Linked DNA regions of Ovis aries: region 1 is linked to region 2. Evidence: chromatin contacts called from public Hi-C data. All regions are on one chromosome and are shown on one strand. Each heading gives the region's core, a stretch centred on a gene start, on an enhancer-like site or on the middle of the called end of the contact. The rest is flanking DNA. Distances are from core to core; before and after follow the strand shown. Region 1 has its middle 16 kb from the start of RAB14. Region 2 holds the start of GSN (gelsolin).

Region 1 (6,329 bases), core at 2,472-4,971, 59 kb after region 2:
CCCCCTTGAAATGGAGAAGTTGGGACCCTAAGCCAGCAGAAAGGGAAGGCTGTGCTCCAGGTGGGTCTGGAATATTAAGATGTTAACTGGTTAACCGGTTCTGCCTGGGGCTGGAGCTGGGCTGGGTTGAGGGGCCTCTTCTCGGGCCTCCTGCCAGCCACGGAGGAGAGAGGTGGTCCCTTGGGACTGGAGAGGCCAGGCCACTCTTTAGTTCCTCCTTATTAACACGCACTCTTCCCCAGACTTGAGGCCTCAAACCTCACAGTTTTTGCCGTTTCAGTGAACTCGCCACACTACGGTTAACCCAACATTTTCTGTAAATCTACTCACTTACAATAATTTAAATATATAAAGAGCATTTATATAGCTACCTGCATGGGAAATCGATATTCTTTTCCTAAAAATAAATACAAGGAAAGCAAAGTAGTGTCATAAAATTCCAGCTCGATTCTGTTGCTTGCGCTCTGGGTGATCGGCACGTGTTAGAGAACTTTTAAAAGCTATTAGCAGCAACCTGAGGCTTTCCTGATTTAATCAGAAGGAAATGAAAGGTAACTGAAAATAGAATAACTATCTCACTATGCAGTTCAGTTACTTAGCGCCTTTGTGAAACAGCTCAAGTGTGCTCTGGCTCTACCAGTGATCCCAGCCAAACTCTGGACAGTGCTTTGAGACCTGCTCCCTGACCCATTAGCTGAATAACCTTGGGAAAGTTTCTCAACCTCTCTGAAACTCAGAGTCCTCGTTTGCAAAAGGGATATATTGACAGGATGCATTACCTCCGGTAATAATGGCGATAAAGGCGAGGATGATAGAGATGCTATTAGGGAAAAAAAATGAAAGTGAAAGTGTTGCTTGCTCAATCATGTCCAATTCATTGCACCGCCACAGACTGTAGCCCACAGGCTGCTCCGTCCATGGAATTCTCCAGTCAAGAATACTGGAGTGGGTAGCCATTCCCTTCTCCAGGAGATCTTCCTGACCCAGGGATTGAACATGGCTCTCCTGCAGTGCTGGCAAATTCTTTACCATCTGAGCTACCGGGAAAGTCTGATGCTATTAGAAACGCTTTGGTAAAATTCGTTAAGCTGAACCTTCAGATATTAGATTTGCTTTGGGGATCTGAATGAACAGCTTGGGTCTTTGCTTTAGTGAAGAGGGGGAGAGTGATCAGACGAAGGCTGCATGGTCAACAGAATTAACTTCCACGACGTGGATTTGTGGAAAATGGAAGCATTCCTCAGGCTCTCAGAATTATCAAGGAAGTGAAACTGAATAAAGATATTGCTCAGACAGGACTGGTTGAGCATTCAAGTTTGAGTCGCTCAGCTCTGTCTGACTCTTTGTGACCCCACCAGGCTCCTCTGTCCATGGGATTCTCCTGGCAAGAACGCTGGAGTGGGGGTAGCCATTCCCTTCCGGACCCAGGGACTAAACCCAGGTCTCCTGCATTGCAGGCAGATTCTTTATCATCTGAGTCACCAGGAAAGCCCATTAAAGTGAACGGTAACCTCTGAATGACATAAACAGTCTACCCCGTCCCGTGGTGCTGCTATGAAGCAACAAGAGAGAATGAGTAAACTTCAGTCATTGCTACAAAGAGATGCCTCCACACACCCTTCAGAAATTATGCTCCCAAGAGCTAAAAGGCAACTATTTCTCCCTCTCTCTCTCTTTTTCCCCTGGCAGCTTATTTCCTAGACAGTGCCTAATGAATTTTGTGGAATATACTTTGTTTCATGGACAGATTGGCAACAAATTTCAGAAAAGATTTAAAATGAAATTAAGCCATCTGAACCCGTCATTCTGGTCCTGCAAACACTGAGGTGTCTTGATGGTTATATGTGGTATTACGGACCTAAGGAGATGAGTATTATAATTACTGCTTTGCAGTAATGAGAAAATGACACTATAATATCAGATGACTGCCAGAAAACACAGAACAGACCCATTCTCCATGCCTTCATTCTTTCCAGTATTTCAACAAAGGTTCTGAATATGCTTAACCACCGTAGCTAAACTCTGGGTCTGGGCAGGAGGTGGGGTGGCTATATACATGAAGAAAATAGCAAGATGACGATTTGCAAAAAATATAGAAAATGTGATCTTATTTAGATGAAAGAAAACAAACACCGGCAAAGCTATTCTTTACGTACGTGCACCCGTATTTATAAAAGCTTACAAACGGCTCTGGTGGCAGTGTCCGCAGTTGAGTGAAGTGGAAGGGAAAGGGGGACTTTATTTTACCTGTAACTGAGATAATAATACTCACACATTTCTGTATTCTTAACATTTTAAAATTTTAAGTAGATGCCTGTTAACCGGCTGAATTCCGCTGCTGCTGCTGCTGCTGCGTCAATTCAGTTCTGTTCTGCTCTTTGCAACCCCAAGGACAGTAGCCCGCCGGGCTCCTCTGCCCATGAGACTCCTCTCCAGGCAGGAATCCTGGAGCGGGCTGCCAGGCCCTCCCCAGGGGACCTTCCCCACCCGGGGATCGAACCTGGGTCTCTGTTTCCTGCACGGGCGGGCGGTCTCTTTAACAGAGCACCACCTGTGTCCCCTCACAAATTCCTGTGCTGAAGTCCTGTCCCCCAGTACCTCAGAAATCGGCTACATTTGGAAACAGAGTCTTTAAAGAGGTAATTAAGCTAAAATAAAGTCACTGGCGTGGGCCATAGCCCAACATAGGGCTTCCCATGTGGCTCAGAGGCAAAGAACCTGCCTGCCAATGGAGAAGATGCGAGAGACGTGGGTTTGGTGCCTGGGTCAGGGAGATCCCCTGGAGGAGGGCATGGCAACCCACGCCAGTGTTCTCGCCGGGAGAGTCCCATGGACAGAGGCGCCCGGCAGGCTGCAGGACCTGGGGCCACAGAGTCGGAACTGACTGAAGACACACACACACGCTAATCTGACCGGTGTCCTTACAGGAAGAGGAAGCTTAGGGTACAGACACACAGAGAGGACCACGGATGACGTCCACCTACAAGCCAAGGAGAGAGGCCTCCGAAGGAATCAACTCTTGATTTCAGATTCGCAGTCTCTACGGTTGTGAGGAAAATGAATTTCTGCTCTGTGAGCTGCCCAGTCTGTGATCTTCGTTATGGAAGATGTTAAAGAAAAAAACTCAATGGTATTTGTTAAAGACAGCAAGGCAGATGCCATGCAGGGCCATACTGACAGGCACAGGGATTACACTGGGGTCTCCCGATGCGGGAGAGAGACTGGGCTAAACTCAAACACAGCACGGGCAAGTGGGAATTTATAGTCAGGGAGCAGGGTGGGGTCAGTGGATGGAAAATTACTGGGAGGAAATATCAAGGGTAAGAGGAATTCTGGTTAGAGCAGCCGAACAGGATTTTTGCTGAAGGCGGGCTGGGATAATCAGACATCACTTGAGAGATGGCAGAGGATAAGCAACCTGATCAGATATCGAGGGTTGGGGATTTGGGTTAAACTGACTTAGCAGGGTTCTGGCTGAAAGCAGATTTTAGAGGGAAGTGCAGAGATGCGCCTAGGAGCAGGTGCCGAGGGCTGACTAGGGTTTGGTCAAGCAAGAAATCTTTGTTACAGGCCTGGTAAACGGACACAACGACCAAGGCGTGCTCCTGACTTCTGGGAGCTCCTGCCCTAGTGGGAGAGGAAGTTAATAGCACAACCTCACTATGATCCCAGGCGAGGTGGGAGAAGCGCTCCAAAATGCAGAAGCAAGATACTGTGGATCTAAGGGCGGGAGACAGTGTCGCGCCTGGCGGGTTTCAGAGAGGAAGTGGCCGTTGAGCTGGGCCTTGCGTGATGAGAAGCGGAGAAAACGGGGCGGGGGCGGGGGAGGGCAGCGGCGGGGAGGGTGGTGGTGGTGCGTGGGTTGGTGGGGATGGGGAAGGGGGAAGATGGGATCGTTCTTGGAGGAAACACAGAAGCCGGCCGCGAAGGTCTGTTCTGGGTCAGATTAAGACGAGACAGCTACAGCTGAGTGCAGACTGCGCCAGGGGCCGTAGGAGAGAGGTGACCGAAGCCGCTGACGACAGCTGCAGCCCATCACAGAGGCAGCAACAGCGTCATCTTGCTTAGTAGAAAGACCACCCTGGAGTCCACGAGGCCGGGGTCGAAAAGGCATGGCCCGTGCGCCTTCTGGCTTTCCAGGTGGCACTTGTGGTAAAGAACCCACCTGCCCATGCAGGAGACATAAGAGACGCGGGTTCAATCCCTGGATCAGGAAGATCCTCTGGAAGAGGGCATGGCAACCCACTCTAGTATTCTTGCCTGGAGAATCCATGGACAGAGGAGCCTGGTGGGCTACAGTCTGTGCTAAAGTCTGTGCTCAGGTGTAGCTGCCTGGTCTTAAGAGAGTCGCAAAGAGTCAGACACGACTGAAGCAACTTGGCACGCGCAAGGGCGCAGGCCTCTCATGTCTACGGGGACGTGTTCTTTGACTTGTGTAGCTATTTTTAAAAAATTAACTGTTCTAATAGTTCAGAAATTATAAATAATTTAGATTCATAATGTAATCAATAATTTATTGATATGATTTGAATCTAGATAATAGTTATATAATTTATAATATATTAATTTCACAGAAACTAATAAAAGAAAATTATGCTGATATACTCTATGTATAAATACTGATAAACTGAAAGAGCTCACAAAATTTCAGTTTTCAAAAAAACCTTTCAACAAGTGTTGGTTGATTGCATCCCCCCAACAAGATTTGTTGAAGTGCAAACTTGTGGTGCCTGACTTCAACTTACTTGGAAACAGGGTCTTTGCAGATGCAGTTAAGATGTAAATTAAGATGGAGTCTTACTGGAACAGGACAGGCCCTGAATCAAATGTGACTGATGTTCTGATAAGAAGAGAAGCGATGCAGATGCCCAGTAGGGAGAATGCCACGTGGCTGGTGGTGGGGGCGGAGAGGGGAGCGACGCAGGTGTCAGCCAAGGAGCAGCAAGCATTGACCCCCGGAAGCCAGAAGGGTCAAGGAAGGATCTGACCCCGCCTCAGAGGGTACAGGGCCCCGCCACACCTTGATTTCAGACTCTAACTCCCAACACTGTGGGAGAACACGTGTCTGTCGTTTTAAGTGCCAGCTCGTGGCTACAGCAGCTACAGGACACAGATTCAACCCGGAACCTCTCTGCCCCCTGGCAATTGTCTGGAGCTGAGGAAGGGTGCCCCCTGGAGGGGAGCCTCCAGCCAGCCGGCATCCGTCATTCCCCTCAAGGTGGAGACTGCAGCAATAGCCCAGGGGAGACGAGAGGTCTCAACTAACGCAGTAACAAGGGTGTGTGTGCGCGTGAAAAGCTGCGCTCTTAGAAACAGTTATTCTTGACTTCACGCATGGGAGTGAAGTGAGAATAATGACGATTACTGAACTGGCTGCCCGAGTCTCAGCTGCGGGATGCGGGATCTTCAGCTGTGCTGCGTGAACCCTTAGTTGCAGCATGTGGGATCTAGTTCCCTGACCAGGGGTTGAACCCAGGCCCCTTGCATTGGAATCGCGGAGTCTTAGCCACTGGGCCACCAGGGAAGTCCCTATTATTGCAGACTGCACTTTATACCACTATCCCGAGCCGGGTCCTATGTTGAGGGCTTGTTTATGAGGTGCCATTGAGTCCTCCCCCCAGTGCTATGTAAAATTCTCACTCTGTCGGTGAGAACACTGAGGCTCAGAAAGGTTCCATGACTGAGACCTGGATTATAAATAAGAGAGCACATCAGCTAGGTGCCAGGTACCTGGCTGAGCACTTTATGTCCGAGCTCACTGAATCCTCACAACACCCCATGAAGCAGGTGTTGCTATTATCCCTGGTTCTCTCTCCCCTTCCCCACTGAGGTGAGGAAAGAGGGCGGCACAACAGGCGCAGGGGGTCAGCAGCCTGGTCAAGCTACTCAACAGCGAAGCTACACGGTTGATACACAGGTTTGTGTTTCTGTCTGGATCCAAAGTCCTTGCCAGCTTATCTTCTCATTCATCGATCCGTTCATTCATTGATGAACGCTCTTACGTATTTTTAGTATTATTATTTTTATTTTTGCTATGCTGCACAGCATGTGGGATCTTAGTTCCCCAACCAGGGATCGAACCAGTGTCCCTGCAGTGGAAGTGTGGAGTCTTAGCCACTGGGCCTCCAGGGAAGGCCCTGTCTTATATTTTTGGAGGCAGCTGTGCTCTGGTGTAGCTTGGACCTCAGTGTCCCCATCTGTGAAACGCGGGGGCTCTGCTGGCCAATCTTGAAGGGCCCTTCTTGCATGTAATTCAGTGCTTCCCTGGCCTTGGGAAGGATTGAGCAGTTATTAATAATACAATAATACAAGTTAGCTCCCAATGCTAA
Region 2 (6,514 bases), core at 327-2,826:
ACAGGGCCCCAGTTAAGGAGGCTGGAGAAGTAGGAGATTAAAGTGAACGGTGCAGCCTGCCAGAAGCGAAAACGAGAGCGAGCTTCGAGGAGGAGGAGGAGGCACCCGGGGCTCCAGCGAGCTGGGGCATGGAGAGCTGAGGAAACACCAGGAGGCGTGGACACGGAAGGGTCACTGGGGAGTGGGCAAAAGGCGGGGCCCAGCACAGGGACGGCGGGACGGTGAAGATGCAGAGGGCCCTCAGCTGACGCGCTCAGCGGCTGCGCCCTTCTGCGGAAGTGGGAAAGCAGAAGATGGTTCCTGTGTCACTTGCCAAAGCATGCAGAGAGTACAACCCTTTATGGGGACACAGCGCTCAGGCCATGGGGCTTTGGGAGCTGTCAAGGCTCTGAGTCTCAGACTCGAGAGCATTAGAGCCAAGGCGGGCCCCGCCGGTCCATCTGGGCAGCTGGGGGAGGCCCCTTCGTCTCGTGCCCTTGGGAGGCGGCTGGTCCCCCTCTATGGGAGTCCCAGCATCGGAAGGCTCTTGCATCTGAGCTTGGGGAAAGAGGAACAGCACCAACTGTGGTCAGCTTGTCATGTCACCGCCTGGAAGCCAGCCGGGCTGCAGGATGAGTAAGCCCTGGAGGTACTCGGCCCCTTCTCCTTTCGGCGGTCAAGGGTGATGTCATGACCCAGGGGAGTGTTTCCCAGGCTTTCCACACAGTTACTATCCGAAACTCGCGTCTCTCTGTTTCAGCACTGGAAGCTGGGTTATCCCCCTAGTGATGATCCTTCCCCTTTCTCCAGCTCACAAAGCCCTTTGGCATCTGTGAGCTTATGCAGTCTGCACCACAGCCTTGTAGGTGGGTGGAGGAGACCAATGCACCCATTTCACAGGCAGAGAAACTGAGGCCCGAGCGGGGACCTGAGCCAGGTCTCCTGCTCTGGCCAGAGGACTCTGCACTCCGTGCCCTGCCTCTCCACCTCCTGCGGCGGCGAATCTGATAGTCAGGTGGGCCCCGCCCTGCCAGCCATCCCAGGTGAGTGTGACTCATGCGCCTTCCCTGTGACTCACCCTTCTCACTCCTCCTCCGGTCAGCAAGCCCGGAGCCTTGGCAGCCACACCCCAGCCTTTCTCACCCTTCCAAAGAATCCTGCACCTCCTCCTCACAGGAGTCCACCCTCCCACCGAGGCGCTACAAGCACTTTCCTACCGTCACCCAGCGCAGGAGCAGCACAGCCAAGGGGGGGCCCCAGGAGTCCTGGCACCCAGACGGCTTCGTGCCTCTTCCCCAAGGGATCACGCTTGCCTGGCCTCCCTCTCTAGGTGAGGAGCAGGTGAGGCAAGGGCAGAGTGCTCTCTGAGCTTTACGAGAAGAGCCCCAGGGACTGACTTTGCATCCACGTGTGGCGCCCGGAGGCTGCTTCCCCAGGCCCATCCAGAGCCCCCGGCAGCCAGGCTGGGTTTAGGAGGGCCCAGCGGTGGCTGCACTGCTCTACCTACCTCGTGGGGCTGTGAGTGAAGAGGGCGGCTCCCTCGGAAGGGCTCGGCACCACTGTGGAAGCGCGGCTCGGGGGGTTCCCAGTACCACCTGTAAAGAGAGGGTCAAGACTCCCAGGCTCAGGGGCTCAAGGTCATCTGGTCAGAGCCCATTTCATGCTCCAGCTCCTCCCCAGCCCCCTCACCCCCCATCCAGGGCACATGCCCCTGCCTGCGCACCTCCAGCACTTCCTGCCAAGGCTGCAAACCTTCTATTCAAGAGTCCAGCTGGTTAAAAGAACCCTCACTGGGACGTGCTGGAATTCTCTGCCCGTGCCCCGTTACGCACCGGCCCTAACTCTGCCCTCTGGGCTCACCCGGAGCAGGTCTGGCACCCCGTTTCCCAGGGGCTCCTCGGAGACTTGAAGACGGAAACCCCAGGCCCTCGCGTCTTCTACCCCTTTGCTCCAGCTCTTCCTGAGATCAAGGTGTCTGGTTCCCTCCCCTGGCTTCCCTGATCTACTTCAAATGAACCCTGTCCCTACTGACAGCGCAAGACCCAGAACTGAACACTTGGATGAGCTCTCTTCAGGGCAGGGCAAGCAGAACTCTCACCTCCATCATTCTAGATACCATGCCTCTATTAATACAGCCGAAAATCCCATGAGCATTTAAGGTAACCCCACTGTATGACTGAATTCAGCTTATGGTCAGGTTCAGAGCTGTGGCTTAAGATCGTGAGGTTAGACAAAAGGGCCCTTCATTTAACTAACATGTAACAATCAAGTTACGTCACCTTTCTGAGCCTCAGTTCACTTCTCCGTAAGACAGGAATTATAAGGTAGGTATTAGAACCTACCTAACCTACCCCATGAGGTCATCGAGAGAGTGAGTGAATAAGTAAAGTCGCTCAATCGGGTCCGAACTCTTATGAAGATCAAATGAGATAAAATACGACAAGGATTTTGAATAATGTCTGTCTGTCACCTTACTCTATCGCTTAACTCTTAAGTCTGTTTCTGTAAAGTGTTATCTTTCTCATGCTGTACTTACGCAAGCTGCTTACATGCCATATTCCCACCTCTATGCCTCGCGTTGCTCCACTCTTGCAAGACTGTATTGCCATTATACGCTGACGAGTCTTTCTCGCCCATGAGACCATGGGCTCCATTAAGTTGCTTTGCCTCTGAAGCCTCAGGCCTGGCAAGTGACCCGGCCAACAGGAGGACCCGTGGGTGTAAGCTGGGTGACCAAACGCAGGGCCAGCCCGCGCGCACCCAGAGCAGTCTGTGCAGCCCCAGTCTTTCAGCGCTCACACTTTCAGAGACACCCTGGGTCTTCACCCTTCGTCTCTCCCAGACTCCCAGTCGGCCACATTCAGGGAGCCGCCAGCAAACTGGCTCCTGCCTGAACTGGAAAAGGGCTCTGCCCAAACCAGCTTCTCTGAGCCAGGCGGAGAGACTCCAAGATCCCAAAGGCAGCGGGGCCCTGCGGGCTCCCTGGGTTAAGACGCAAGTGAACCCTATTCTTAGCTGACAGTAGACGGCCCAGACATTCCTGGGGGTTTCTACATCGTGAGTGGCACCAGCGCACAGAAGAGGTCTAGAAAGAGGCTGGGTGCTCCTCTGGGCCCTAGGACCTGGAGTCAAGGGCCACCTTCATGGGCTCCCTTCAAAGAGTTCTGTAGAAACTTCCCCGCTCCGTAGGGTGGATGAACACAGAGCTGGGCTCCCGCAATGATCAGGGAGTTCCCACTTTCCGCCAACTCCGTGAGGATGAACCTTTCATGTCCAGCCCCCTTCTCTTCGACACACCTCCACATCTCACCTCACCCTCTCTGGCGGTGCTGTAATTGTTCCCAAGGGCAACCTGTTTTACGCTCAAGGTTCCGCATCTCAGCATCAGCACCACCATCCCCCGTCCAGGACGCCCGGCATCCTCTTCAGCCTCCCCTGCCCCGTCACCTGCGCCTCCCAACACCAAGCGCACCACCGCTCCCTACTCCGACTCTGCCAACATGTTGGTCCAGGCCCCTCAGCCTCTCACTGGAGAGACTGCTGTGCCTCCTACCCGTCCTCCCACCTCGTCCCTCCTCCCCTCCAGACCACGTTGCTCCTCTGTGCAGACTCAGCGGTGACTCCCTGATGGCCCCCAGGTAAAACCCAAAGTCCTCAGCGGCCCTTTAACCCTCCGCGCCTTTTATGACCTGCCCTCATCAGTCTTGAGCCTCAGCCCTCCCCAGTTCCGTCCTCCACCCACACCCCTCCAAGCTCCAGCCAGGCGCAGCTGCGCTGGCCCTTAAATCTCCCTGTAATCTTTGCACAGACTGTCTCCTCTGTTCCCGAGCTCTCTTCCATCCCCGTTCTTTTCTCCTTCCGCTCATGATCAAGCCCAGGTTTCCTGCAAGCACTCATCTCTAACCTCCCCTTCCCCGTGAGGCTGAGCTCCTCTGAGCCTCGGCCCACCTCCCTGCCACACTATTACACTGTTTCCAAGTCTGCCTCCCCCATCAGACTAAGACCCGCTCCCCTGTACCCCAGAGTCTAGCCTAGGGCCACCCCAAGATTCAACGAAGGCAGAAACTAGTAAACCACACGCGTGTTCACGTGTGTGCACACGTGCGTAAACACTCATGCAAAGACGTTCACAGAGACGGCGAAGGGCGCAGGTGCTGTCACCTGTGGACAAAAAGAGCATTACACGCTTTCCTGCGCTCCGGACACAGGGAGCCCTCGAATTTCAGATTCACAGAACTGTTGCTGTTTAATCGCTAAGTCGTGTCCAACTCTGCGACCCCAAGGACGCCAGGCTCCTTTGTCCCTGGGATTTCCCAGGCAAGAATAGTTAACCCTAGCTAACTCCAAGTCGGTCTGTTTTCCATTTTGGACCTTAAGGCCGCCACAACTTAGAAACAAGGTCTGTAAACCACTGGCTTTAGTCCGCTGCCCACGTGGTGCACGGAGCCCTCGAGGGGCTTCTAGTAATCAGCATCCTTGCCTGGGGCTCCTGTGAAGCCCATTCGCTGGGTTAGATCTTAGAGCTGCCCGCCCACCGAAGGGTGGGTAGAGAGCTTGCCATTAGTGAAGGGGTATAAGCATCAGGAACCCCTGGCTAAAGAGGAGCTTTCTGCCCTGCGGGGGTGAAGGGGTGACTGAGGAAAGCGGGAACAGAGGTGTTTTTCTTCTAAAAGACTGTTTCCAGATCGCTGAGAGGACCCTCAGACTTGGCGTGTGTGTGTGTGTTAATTCTCTGCAACCCTATGGACTGCAGCCCACCAGGCTCCTCTGTCCCTGAGATTTTCCAGGCAAGAACACTGGAGTGGGTTGCCATTTCCTCCTCCAGTCAGATTTGGTGAGGGCGTGTGATCTGCCAGGCAACGCCAGAAGGGTTCAAATGACACGAGTTGTCATTTTCTGAGCACCTACCAAGTGCTGGTTCCTTACATACATCGTGTCTCATCCTCACAGCTCAGTGGGCAGCTTTCATAGTCCCTGTCTTTTGAAGGAAGAACACAAGTTCAGAGAGGTGAAGTACTGTGCTCAGGGTCACACGGCTAAGGTGCCTGAGCAGCTGCCACCAAGTCAGGCCGCCTCCCCGATAGCTTGGCTCACTAGATTTCAAGCTGGGCCTCTTGCTTACTAGACAAAAATATGAAGCTCCAGTTACTCTAGACCAGCGGTTAGCAAGCTTTTACTGGGAAGTGCTAGGACTTCTCGGGGCGGGGGGGGGGGGGGGTCCAGCGGTTAGGACCCTGGTTGCACTCTCACTGCAGGGGCACAGGTTCGATCCCTAGTCAGGAAACTAAGGTCCCACATCCATGTGACATGGCCAACATTTTTAAAGAGAGAGAGAGAGAAAAGAGCCAGATAGGAAATAGTTTACGCTTTGCAGCCACACACCCTGTTGCATAGTCTTCCTTGTTCAGTTTTGGATTTTCTTTTTTACAATATTTTAAAAATGTAAAAACTATTTTTAGCTTGGAGGCATACAAGAACAGGCTGGGGCTTCCCCAGGGCTGTAGTTTGCAGCCTACAGCTATAAGAGAATAATACTTAAAACCTTAAGTATAAAAACTTCTGGTGGAAATGTTTTATGCCAAATGCTAGGCCCTTCAGCTGTATTTCTCCCCCTTCAGATGGCATCCTACTGACTCACTCTCTCCTAAAGAAGAGCCCTGCCTTGATCTGAAATTAGGCAGCAAAATAATTCAAGGGCTCTTGAGATTCCAGAGACATAACTGCGGGCCAAATACAGTTCAGCTTAGTGCTATGAGAGGACAGAAGCAAATACAACGGGTAGAAAGAACCTCAAGGATAAGATATCAAGAGTTCTGGGCTCTAGTCTGGGCCTTGAACAAAGGATTTAGAATCTTCCTAGGCGTCCCTGGTGGCCCAGCTGGTAAAGAACCCACCTGTGAACGCAGGAGACACAGGAGTCATGGGTTCGATCTCTGGGTCGGGAAGATTCCCAAGAGAAGGTAATGGCAACCCGATCCAGTATTCTTGCCTGGAAAATTCCATTGACAGAGTCGTCTGGCGGGCTACAGTCCACGGGACTGCAGAGTCGGGTATAACTGAGCGCATGCGCACACGCAAGCCAGGTGTGGTCCCTGGACCCGCAGCGTCTGCATTAGCCGGGAGGGCATTAGAAGTGCAGACGCGGACTCCCTGGTGGTTCAGTGGTTAGAACTCTGTGCTCCCAATGTAGGGGGCACGGGTTCCATCCCTGGTTAGGGAAGATGCCACATGCTGACCAAAAAAAAATGCACTGTCATGCCCCACTCCAGACATGCCGAGCCAGACTCTGCATTTTCACAAAATTCCCAGGTGATTTGGGAGCATGGTAAGTTTGAGATGCTCTAAAAGGTCTCTTACATCCAATCGCAACAATGTTGACAAAACCCTTCCCCTGAGGAGAGAAAGGGTCCAAAGGCATCTTTTTTGGTGTTGTGAAAAAATAAGTCTCTGCCCTCATGCCTGCACTTTGTGACCCCATGGACTGTAGCCCACCAGCCTCCTCTATCCAAGGTATTCTCCCAGCAAAAATACTAGA

Evidence for each region. Hi-C and Micro-C count contacts between places; a contact is called where the count stands out from the background.
Region 1: a contact with region 2 is called in a Hi-C map of blood, with 1.8 times the contacts expected there. The contact joins the enhancer-like site here to the promoter of GSN in region 2. A contact is called at or near these places in 5 of 16 Hi-C or Micro-C datasets (blood, hypothalamus, skin fibroblasts and 1 more).

Annotation. Positions count from the first base shown.
Region 1 is chr2:2,325,335-2,331,663 of ARS-UI_Ramb_v3.0, forward strand. No RefSeq gene overlaps it. Among named protein-coding and RNA genes, the nearest start is that of RAB14, 16 kb to the right of the region's middle. Within about 2 kb of position 3,722, at least 5 of the 54 cell types and tissues checked have an H3K27ac peak or open chromatin away from gene starts, as enhancers often do.
Region 2 is chr2:2,268,164-2,274,677 of ARS-UI_Ramb_v3.0, forward strand. It overlaps GSN (gelsolin), which reads right to left and starts at 1,577. Exons shown (of 17, transcript NM_001246006.1): 1 at 1,487-1,577.